Regions from separate parts of the Gadus morhua genome. Here region 2 is linked to region 1. A link is a contact called in public Hi-C data. All regions are on one chromosome and are shown on one strand. The core of a region is the stretch at or near the end of the contact, and the rest is flanking DNA. Distances in the headings are between cores, read along the strand shown.

The links. Hi-C and Micro-C count contacts between places; a contact is called where the count stands out from the background.
Region 2: a contact with region 1 is called in a Hi-C map of blood, with 7 times the contacts expected there. The contact joins the promoter of nars2 here to the promoter of fam181b in region 1. A contact is called at or near these places in 3 of 6 Hi-C or Micro-C datasets (blood, gill and heart).

The regions. Positions count from the first base shown.
Region 1 is chr16:5,826,460-5,831,619 of gadMor3.0, forward strand. It overlaps fam181b (family with sequence similarity 181 member B), which reads left to right and starts at 2,488. Exons shown (of 1, transcript XM_030380791.1): 1 at 2,488-5,160. prcp (prolylcarboxypeptidase (angiotensinase C)) reads left to right here. Exons shown (of 9, transcript XM_030380790.1): 9 at 626-1,656. The coding sequence ends at 830.
Region 2 is chr16:6,121,921-6,126,896 of gadMor3.0, forward strand. nars2 (asparaginyl-tRNA synthetase 2, mitochondrial) reads left to right here and starts at 2,774. Exons shown (of 14, transcript XM_030380508.1): 1 at 2,774-3,036; 2 at 3,680-3,789; 3 at 3,879-3,999; 4 at 4,154-4,294; 5 at 4,711-4,791. The coding sequence starts at 4,214.

The DNA of each region.
Region 1 (5,160 bases), core at 1,238-3,737:
ACGCATAATCAGCCAAAGTCTGCATATTCATGCGGGGGTCGCATTTTTCCAAAAATGCCGCAATTTCACGGCATAAATTGCAGATTTCTGCGCAAAATATGCGGGGCTTGCATGATTTCATAATCCCCGCATTTTCGTTGCAAAAAGTCACATATATCTTAGCAGAAAGTTGAAAAATGTTGCGTTTACTTCACACAAGAGCAGCAATTTCCCCCTGTTTCCATGTGAACGTTTTGAAGTGACGTAATAACGCGACCTGAACGTCATCGAAAAGCTGCATTTTTCGCAAGTTCCCGCATTTTCATTGCATAAAATTGCATAAATATGCCGCATATTTCATCGCATTCTTTAAGGAAACGTGCCGCATAATCAAGGATCTTTGGCCGCAACAATCACAAAAAAACGCAGCATTTTTCTGGAGGGACTGTTTAGTAGAACGGCCGTCCTCCATATAAACTTCATGTGTCAGCTGGAGGAACACCTGCGTTCAGTGGGCGAGCGAGAACATAATCTCTCTCTCTCTCTCTCTTTCTTTCTTTCTTTCTTTCTTTCTTTCTTTCTTTCTTTCTTTCTTTCTTTCTTTCTTTCTTTCTTTCTTCCCCCCCCCCCTTCTGTTGAATTTTAGCAACGGTGGCCTCGACCCCTGGTCCGGCGGGGGGGTGACGCGCAACATCTCCGACAGCGTGGTTGCCATAGTGATCCCGCAGGGCGCGCACCACTTGGACCTGCGCTACGACAACGAGCGCGACCCCCCCGCGGTGCGGGGCGCCCGTGCCCTGGAGGTAGACTACTTCAAAGCCTGGGTCCGGCAGGCCCGGAGAGCCCCTTGAACCGGGGTCGCGCGGGGGGGGAGGAGACCCACGGGACGTTCCTCATCGCTGACGAGGTGCTAATCAGCCTATGACAAAGTGAAAGTGAAATTCTTTCTCAGTATTATTTTCACAGTCGTGTCTTTTGGTATTGGTGGTATTTTCTCTTTTCTATCTTTTTTTAATGCCCTTGAAACCTAAGAATGTATCAAATATGCCAAATCTTGTTTTTTAAGTTAGAACTTAAATTTGATGTGTCGTTTTTTTTTATACTCGGTTAAATTTGGGTTGATTCCTGTGGCAAATGAGCAACTGAAAAGAAAAAAACGAGGCCCTTTTAATATGTAAGCTAGTACACATTGTCTTTATATTTGTGTGTTTACATAAATACATATTAGTCAATGTGTGTTTTTCAATCAGGAAAGAATGATTTTAAACGTGTGAACACCAGGAGCGGTTAAAACAGACGGGCCATCTGTTTCAAGCTGGGCTTTAACGCGTATTTGTTCAACCATATGATGATGGGCCTTTTAAAGGGTTCAGGGAGCTTTAATGGCTTGATTACCTCAAAGAGAGGGGACCCTCTCTGCTGTATAAACCTAAGAAGTTAAACAACGTGTTTTCGTGGTGTGACAACCAAACTACATCACAGATTCACATTCCATAAACACACTTAAAAACATTGCACACCTGAAAACAAACATAAGCCCACAGATATGTACTACTCATAAACATGCATTCCGATTGAACCTTTACAACACGATGTCTTGGAGGCCCGGAGATGAATCAGGCGTTATTGTGAAGATCGTTCCTCTTAATAAAAGCGATTACGGCCATTTTTTTTTTTATCTCGCTCAATTTATTTTCCATATCATCCATCAAGACACTTGTTGCCTCTCCTGACGTTCAAGATCAAAGCGGGCGATTCGACTCGCTCACTCTTTTAATAACACGGAGGGGGTTTGGCAACTATTGATTTGAGGAGAACATTATGTCTTTCTCTCGTGCGAGCGTTCGCTTCGGTGGAACCGCTGGCTGCGTGTGAGTTAATAAAAAAACGCTGATGGGAGGAAAGGCAATAAAGAGCCCAGCGGGGAGTGTGTGTGTGTGTGTGTGTGTGTGTGTGTGTGTGTGTGTGTGTGTGTGTGTGTGTGTGTGTGTGTGTGTGTGTGTGTGTGTGTGTGTGTGTGTGTGTGTGTGTGTGTGTGTGTGTGTGTGTGTGTGTTGGAGGGGTTCTCGAACCTGTACTCCAGTGTTCGAGCACTCTGCTGGCACCCCACCCGAATCTTACAGCAGCGAGAGGGGTCCTCCTCCACCCCCACCTCCACCTTTCCTCCACACCCCCCCCTGCTGGTATTATTAATAATATCACACACGGGGGGGGGGGGCACAGAGAAAGAAGCATGGGGTGTGGGGTAGCATTCAACTGGGTGAGCGAACGGGTCCGGCGGGGGGAGGGGGAGGTAGAGGGGGGGGGGGGGGGGGGGAGGTAGCGGGGGTCGCTTGTAGTTCACCGTGAAGTCGGGGCTGTTTAATTGGCTGGAGAATGCCAACGGTGTGGTTTCTAAAGAAAGGGCCCGTGGGTTCGTGTCATATAAAGATCCCGGGGGACTGGTTGAAAAAAAAAAAAAAAAAAAAAAAAAAAATACACGTTGGGGCAACAATGACAAAGCACCACCGCCAACCCCACCTCCTCCTCCTCCCCCTCCACCAACCCCTCCACCACCTCCTCCTCCTCCTCCTCCTCCACTGCCCCTTCGCAGGAGCGCCAATCGCTCCGTTTATTTCCTTGTTTATGCGGCCGTAATTCCTCGCCATGACTTCACTTGGGAGGATCCCCCACGCCGGCAGAGTTATGTGGATTGATTCCACTCCCCCCCCGAGAGACACAAAGTCCGGACTTCTCACCCCCACCCCTCCTCCGAACCCACATTGTCAGTCACATGGTTGAGTGAGTTCTGCCCCCCCCCCCATCCCCCGGTCCCCACAACGCCGACACACACTAAACATGGGGGAGGAGGTACGTGGGGACACTAAAAGTCCCTCCTGTTTTAAACCCTTCTCAGGACTGGGAGGTCATTAATTTCGGCGAGCCTTTTCGGAGACGCTGACACGGCCATCAATCAAATGTGTTGTTACCACCCGGGTGACCCTGATCACCGCACCGCTACGCACAAACGGACCACACACACATGCGTGCCTACGCACACACACACACACACACACACACACACCTCGTACGTAGGAAGAGGCTAAAGCCTGTGTTGCCAGCCTAGAGGGTCCTGAGTGGCCTTAGGGGGGGGGCTTGGGGCTGAATAAGGGAATCCTCAGTCCAGAAGGCGTGGCAGACATGTTTAACAATGTCGAACAATATCGGAACAATATCGAACGGTGTCGTTGACGACGGGCGGGCTGGGGGGCTCGCACTAATACTAATACGAATACGAATTTGAATTCCCATGTTTCTGAATTTCTGAATCCTAAGCTTTCAATGCGGTCTAATAAAAGAGGTGACATCTTATCATTTGTAGCCTAACTTTGCAAGGTGGTTTCCTTTTGTGAGTTGTAAGGAAGTCATTTTTGATGGAATACTTGGAATAATAAAACAGATCCGTTCATGGCTCATGGCTCATGGCTCATGTCTAAACACCGCTCCTAACCGTTCACAGGCTTCTCCTCCGCTCTCATTATGTGGGTTTTTCCGGCGTCTCTGTCGGCCTCGGAGGAACAAAAGCGTCTTGTTTCCGGGATCGGAGTGCCGGCGTCGGCGATGTGAATGACCATCGAGAGCACAAGCCAAAGCCCCCGTGACGGGGGGGACGGGGACGTGGTGGGGGTGTCTGGTTGCCATGTCTGTGATGATGTCACTTTGCCAAAACTGAAGCGAAACCAAAGAGTGGATTTAATGAGTTGAGCGATGGCCGCCGTTAATCTCTCCACAAACCCGCCGTCGTCCCGCAACATTTCTGCTTCAGTTTTTTTCAGCTTCGGTTTTTTTCTACATCTGTGTCTTTTGTGTGCTGTCGGCCCAATGGTGTGTTCTCAAAAGATATTTGTTCTTGATATTTTTTCTGAATATGTTGTTGCTTTGTAAAAAGGACGAAGTAGGTTTTTTCACCCCCTAAGTTCCCATAAATGTGTGCGTCATACCTTTTGTGTAGCACAAGGTGAGTGGCTATCTGAATAGAAATTAAGAAACACTGAAATGTAGCTTGTTTTGTAGCCGTTTGTTGTGGCTGTGTTTTGTAGCTTTCTGGGCGCCTGGATTTGGGCGCTGGTTTGGGGGGGTGGGGGGTTAGGTGGGGTGGGTTTGTGTTAAGCTAGCGCTAATTAGATCAATGCTATCTGTTGCACTATCCCGTTGCCTTCTGGAATTAGCATAAGAAAACACTTTTATGGTCACCCCCCCTCCCAACTCCCTCCCTCCCTCACACAAAACTGACCCACTCGTTAAGTCTCTCTCTCTCTCTCTCTCTCTCTCTCTCTCTCTCTCTCTCTCTCTCTCTCTCTCTCTCTCTCTCTCTCTCTCTCTCTCTCTCTCTCTCTCTCTCTCTCTCTCTCTCTCTCTCTCTCTCTCTCTCTCTCTCTCTCTCTCTCTCTCTCTCAAGATGGACAATAAACAGTTGAAAAACCCCACCACTCTTTAATAAAAGCAGCAAAAGTTTACTTTACGCCAAACTAAGAAAAGGAATGGAAAATAAAATCATTATCAGTGATGGTAAACTGAAAAGCCAAACCCCAATTAGTTGTGACTAAACAGACACACGCACATCTGGGATAATATCAAATGCACACCAACATGCGTGTTTGTGTTCATATAGGAAAAAGGAATTACAACAAGTGGTTATGTGTTTTAGATCCAACAACGGATATGAAGACATTGGTCCGTGAACCAGGACAAGATATAGCCACAACCCGCCTAGATGACCCAAAACCCAAACATCATGTTTAGAACAATCTGTCAACAGTCTAACAATGGCCTGATTCGCCTTAAGGTCAACATATCTTTAACCATGTTGGGGCATTGTCTCCAAACTTCCTCCGCCTTTTAATTGAACCGCTCGGGGCCCGGGACTTTCTGGTTAAATGGACTGTTCATTATTGCGAGGTATTTTACTGCGAGCTGTGAGGTGAACTTTAATGAATCCCTGGCACAAAGCGCCCCTTTCACCACCCCGCAAGAATGGAGAGCCATTTAGAGGCTGCAGGGCTTTATGTCAAAGGCAGACCATAATAGTCATCAGGCCAGGGCAGAAGTTCCCACTAGCCCTGGGAATGCACCAGAAATAAACTTGGTGGACTGGCTTGAAGATTAGAACGAGACAGGGATTGGGTTCTGCTTCGTAACGTC
Region 2 (4,976 bases), core at 1,524-4,023, 300 kb after region 1:
ACAAACATATTTGAGGCGCATGTGCAGAGCAGCACTTGTTAAACAACACTGTCATCAGAGTTTTATAGGCTGATGTAGGTGCGGCGTTCAGAGACAGTGGGTCTAATTATCATAATACCTTGAGTGATGAGTGCACACCAAACCTCTCTCTCTATCTCCCCCGTCACCGCTGCATGTGTGATTGGATGCCACCGGCGCCCCCCCAAATCACACCGCTATAACGGTCTAATCAGCCGTTAACGAGCCGTGCTGAAAAAATCAATGCGTGTGAGAATCCAGAATATTCTGCTCCCATTAATGACAGGGCAGACTTCTGTCGATACGCTGATGTGGAGGTGGCAGAGTGCAGGGCACGAGGGTGCCTAGTTGTCTCCGTGTTTGATCCCAGCTTTTTAGAACAAGGGCCCCTTTTTGTCCGAAGCACAACCCTTTTTTTTTTTGCTGAATAACCACTTATTGATTTTTTTACCACGTTTGTTAAGCGCAAATAAGTGATGTTATCAGAGCCAGGGCCAACTATGTCCCTACCTGAGGATGTGTCTCCATAGTGAATCTGCATCCTCAATGATTCCACGTTTAGGAGTTTACTCAAGGATATAAGGATGGTTGTGTTTTATTTTGGGAAAATAGGCCTAAAAGACCCAAACAAAGGAACAAATGTTTTCGAAAAGTCTCTCTCCGGTATCTGTATCTGTCTCTCTCTCCTGTGACTGTATGAGGGGGATATGAAGACCACGTGATGCACGATCACAAGCCTCCGGGTTCCCACGTGCACGACGGCTATGATGACTGAATGTGCCGAATGTCGACCCTGAGAAGAGAAAGCAAAAAAAAAAAGAAGTAACACGCATCACACAAATAAAGTCAAAGGCCAATGGAACGCCACACGTTTGCCTCTAGATTAAATGGCCTTCCGTAGAAAACTGTGTACTGGATCATCCCATCTCGTCTGTCACCCTGCCATATCGATAAGCACCGTTGGGCACGTTGCATTATATTCTCTATAATTGTGAAGGGAAATAATGCAAGCCGGCTTCCATTTACGCAAACACTGGAGGTTCGGGCTGTTAGAAGAATAAATAGCTCGGTAGCAACCGCTCACATTTATTCCCTTATATATCTTGGCAGGAGTGAACGTGAAAGTGTTATGGAGTGAGAGTGCCCCCTGGTGTCGTGGTGAGGTATATATATTGGACATATTTCCAAACAAAAAACGGATCGATTGTGTTCGATTTTCAACAAAATCTTGAAGTTAATACAATGGGAGGTTATCTTGATATAATACTTATACAACGTGCATATTTAACCCAGAACAACTGCCCCTGTGTGGTATCTTAACTGAAATGCCTCTAGATCTATGTGCCAACGTGCAAGGACCATTGTGTCATACACGATAACCTCATTGACACACACACACACACACACACACACACACACACACACACACACACACACACACACACACACACACACACACACACACACACACACACACACACACACACACACACACACACACACACACACACACACACATCACTTTAGCGTGTATAATTCCTCCAGTCACGCGGAAGGCAATTAATAGTGTTGACCCTGTTGACTAACTGACAACATGTTAGTGCCGCTGGACGCCAAAGGGGGAGACAGAGAGGGCATCCCCTTCCCTCCATCTCTCCCTCCATCCTGCCTCTATATCCCTCCCTCTCTCGTTCCTCCATCCCTCTCTCCCCCCCTCCTTTCCACCCTCCCTCCTTCCTCCATCATCCCCTTCCCTCAATCCCATCCCTTCCCTCTCTCCTCCCCCCCTCCCACTCTCTTCTCCCTCTCTCCATCCTTAATCCTCTCCCTCTCTCTCTCCCTCCATCCTCCCATCACTTCACCCTTCCTCCCTCATTCCCTCCCTCCTCCTCCTCTCTCTCTCATCTTTCTTAACCCCCTCCTCTCGGTCTGACAGCCAAGGCCAAGTGGGTAATTTTCGGTGGCATTTTATTGTATTGTTGATGTGATCTGATATAGGCTGTTTCCTCTCCTAGGAGCGTATTAGAAAGACACCGGGAGACGCTGCTATTGGATTACCGGGCGTTATGCACCACTAGACTGCTGCCAGCTAAATAAGCAAAATAACTCACGCAAGATGCAAGGCAGTTTACAAGGGCCTGTTATTGTTGTCTGTGTACCTCGCTGCCTCGTTGTGTTTGATGAATCACGGCTTCATGCCTGGATTTGTTTTTCCATGTGGCTAACTATGGCAATGTCCGTAAAATCTGCTTACATTATATTTTATTTTAGGCCAGATAAAACTTCATTAGATGAGTCTGCACAAACATCCGGAGGATTGGAGAGGACTTCAAAGAAACAAGAAAATATAATATTAGGCAAATGGATACAATATGATGAATCAACATTTTTTTTTGTAAATGTATTTATTATTCAAGCCAATATAAAAACCATGAGCAACTCATTCGTATTGCATCTCTATTCTAATAATGTTTAATTGAACATTAAGTGGACATTAACATTCCAGCTTGTAAAAGGTTATCATTTATATGAATCGAAAATACCTCTTCAAGACAAATAAGTAAACATAATGTTTTGCAATACTCTATGCAGTGACAGTATTTGTTTCGTGGGAATGTCTGGAATTAATATGTTCCAACTAAGAGAACTACAGTTCCCTGGGCCATCAAGCCTTTTTTGTAGGAAATAAAAATACAGGTCATTGGTTGGGCACCGAACCCCTGTGACTGAGCATGTGACTGAGGCGCGCCAATCAGGATAAGCTGCGTTCGTTCCCACCGATGTGCAATACAAATATGTTGAAGTTTAACGCCGTTTGGATCATTGACACTGCTCCCAAAACTATTAAATCTACGGTGAAAAGCCTTGTATTTACAGACTGATGTTAAACACTCTGTAACAATTGGATTGTAACCGTTTGCGTGTGTTTAACTCGCTTTCAGTTCCACTTGACTTGAACGCAGCAACGAGCCCCAACAGGAAGTGCCTGTCAAGCAGGACACAACGTGAAAGTCAACGGTAATGCTCAATGAAACAAAATAAACTTTTAATAAGAAGCATTGTCGCACAATTGGAAAATCCTCCAACCTATCAATCTTAGCAGACTCGATGTTTAACGCCGCTATTAAAGCAGTAGATGTTGTGTTGAATGTGTCCTTATCTCGGAGGACAGTTTTATGTAGTATTCGGCATTACTGCAAGAAGTCATCAAAGAAGCTCAGAGTATCAGAGGCACTTGAAGGGTCAGATGTGGGATCCAACATCACAGTAGAGGTACAGCGTTTTATGTGAACATTTGATGCTTATGGTTATCATCCTATGTATGCATTTCCAATTGATGTGAGAGAAAATCTGTTCGTGTTGTAACTGTATAGAACTGACATTACTCTGCATTGCATTGGATACATACTACTGAGGCTTCTATAGGGCTTCATGCAATGCAAAACATTATCCCATCTAAATAGAGAGAATTATATTGCGTCATAAGAATTCAGAACATTTTGAAAACACTACAATATAAATATTGATATACAAGTAAATATATATATGAAAGAAGATGTAATACTGTATAATGTGTTATACACTGTTATGTTAACTGTTATATTGTATCTGAGAGACAACCCATATTTTTAATGGCTCTGTTGCTTTGTTCAATTCCAAGGGTTGGGTTCGGTCCGTCAGGTCTCAAAAGGACCACTTGTTTGTGCATGTGAACGATGGAAGCTGTCTGCAGCCACTGCAGATAGTCGCCAGCTCTGAGCTCAATGATGCGTGAGTGTGTTTAATCTATATGTGTTTGTGTGTATGTGTGTCTTCACGGTATCGTCCTCTGGTAATTCTGTCTTTCTGTTGATTTCTAGCCTGCTTACGTTTGGGAGTGCTGTTGAAGTCACCGGTTGTCTGAAGCAAAGCCCAAGCAGGAAGCAGCCAGTGGAGTTGCTGGCCGACCAAATCAATGTAGTTGGAGGATGTGACACTCTGGTAAATACAATGTAGTTCAAAGAATCTGTGTTTAGTTCCCGTAAGGCAAACATAGTTGGAAGACACAGTAACATGGTCTGGAAATGTTTTGTTGTGCTATCGCCATTGGACCCTAAAGTTTTCACTCTTTTTTTTTTTTTTTTTTTTTTTTTAGGAATTTCCGTTTAAAATCAAAGAGAGACATGGCCTTGACTATGTCCGCCAATATCCTCACATGAGATGCAGGACCAACGTCTTCAGCTCCATGATGAGAATAAGAAGCGCAGCCTCTGCGGCCATCCACTCCCACTTCACGGTGAGGAACTCCGTCAAGTCGATTCCAGTCCTTGGCTCCCTTAATTACCTTTACAGTGTCCATGGGCCTCACCGGCCCACATATTAGGACACGCGCTAACCCTACAAGCCCTCTAAAGGGCAAGAGGAAAAAATACAAAATCTAGAGGGATGAAACCTTGAGATGACCCGAAGAAGATGGATCTCTCGTTCCAGGGACGGTTAGGGGTGCAATAGAGGCCAAAAATTGGCGGACATATAATGATATTACAAACAACCAAAAGCTTAGTTGTTGAAATTTGTATAATAGTAATGTCCTCAGTCTGTTTAGCTGGCACACTAAATAGTGATCAAAGTCTTCATCATTTCCAGTCAGTTAGATGAGGAGCATCTCAGTTAGTAACACCAAATGTATCCCTTCTTGTGGTTCCTATCCAGGAAAGAGGCTTTATCCAGATTCACACTCCGGTGATCACCTCCAATGACTGTGAAGGAGCAGGAGAACTCTTCCAGGTGGAGGCAAGTGGCATTCAAATTTGAAAATCAGAGACCAATTGTCTATTAAAAACAATTATTTATGTGGAACATCTAAAACTACAGTTGAATGTGCTGGTTCGGTAGTCTTCAATTGTTTGTGTGTGTGTGTGTGTGTGTGTGTGTGTGTGTGTGTGTGTGTGTGTGTGTGTGTGTGTGTGTGTGTGTGT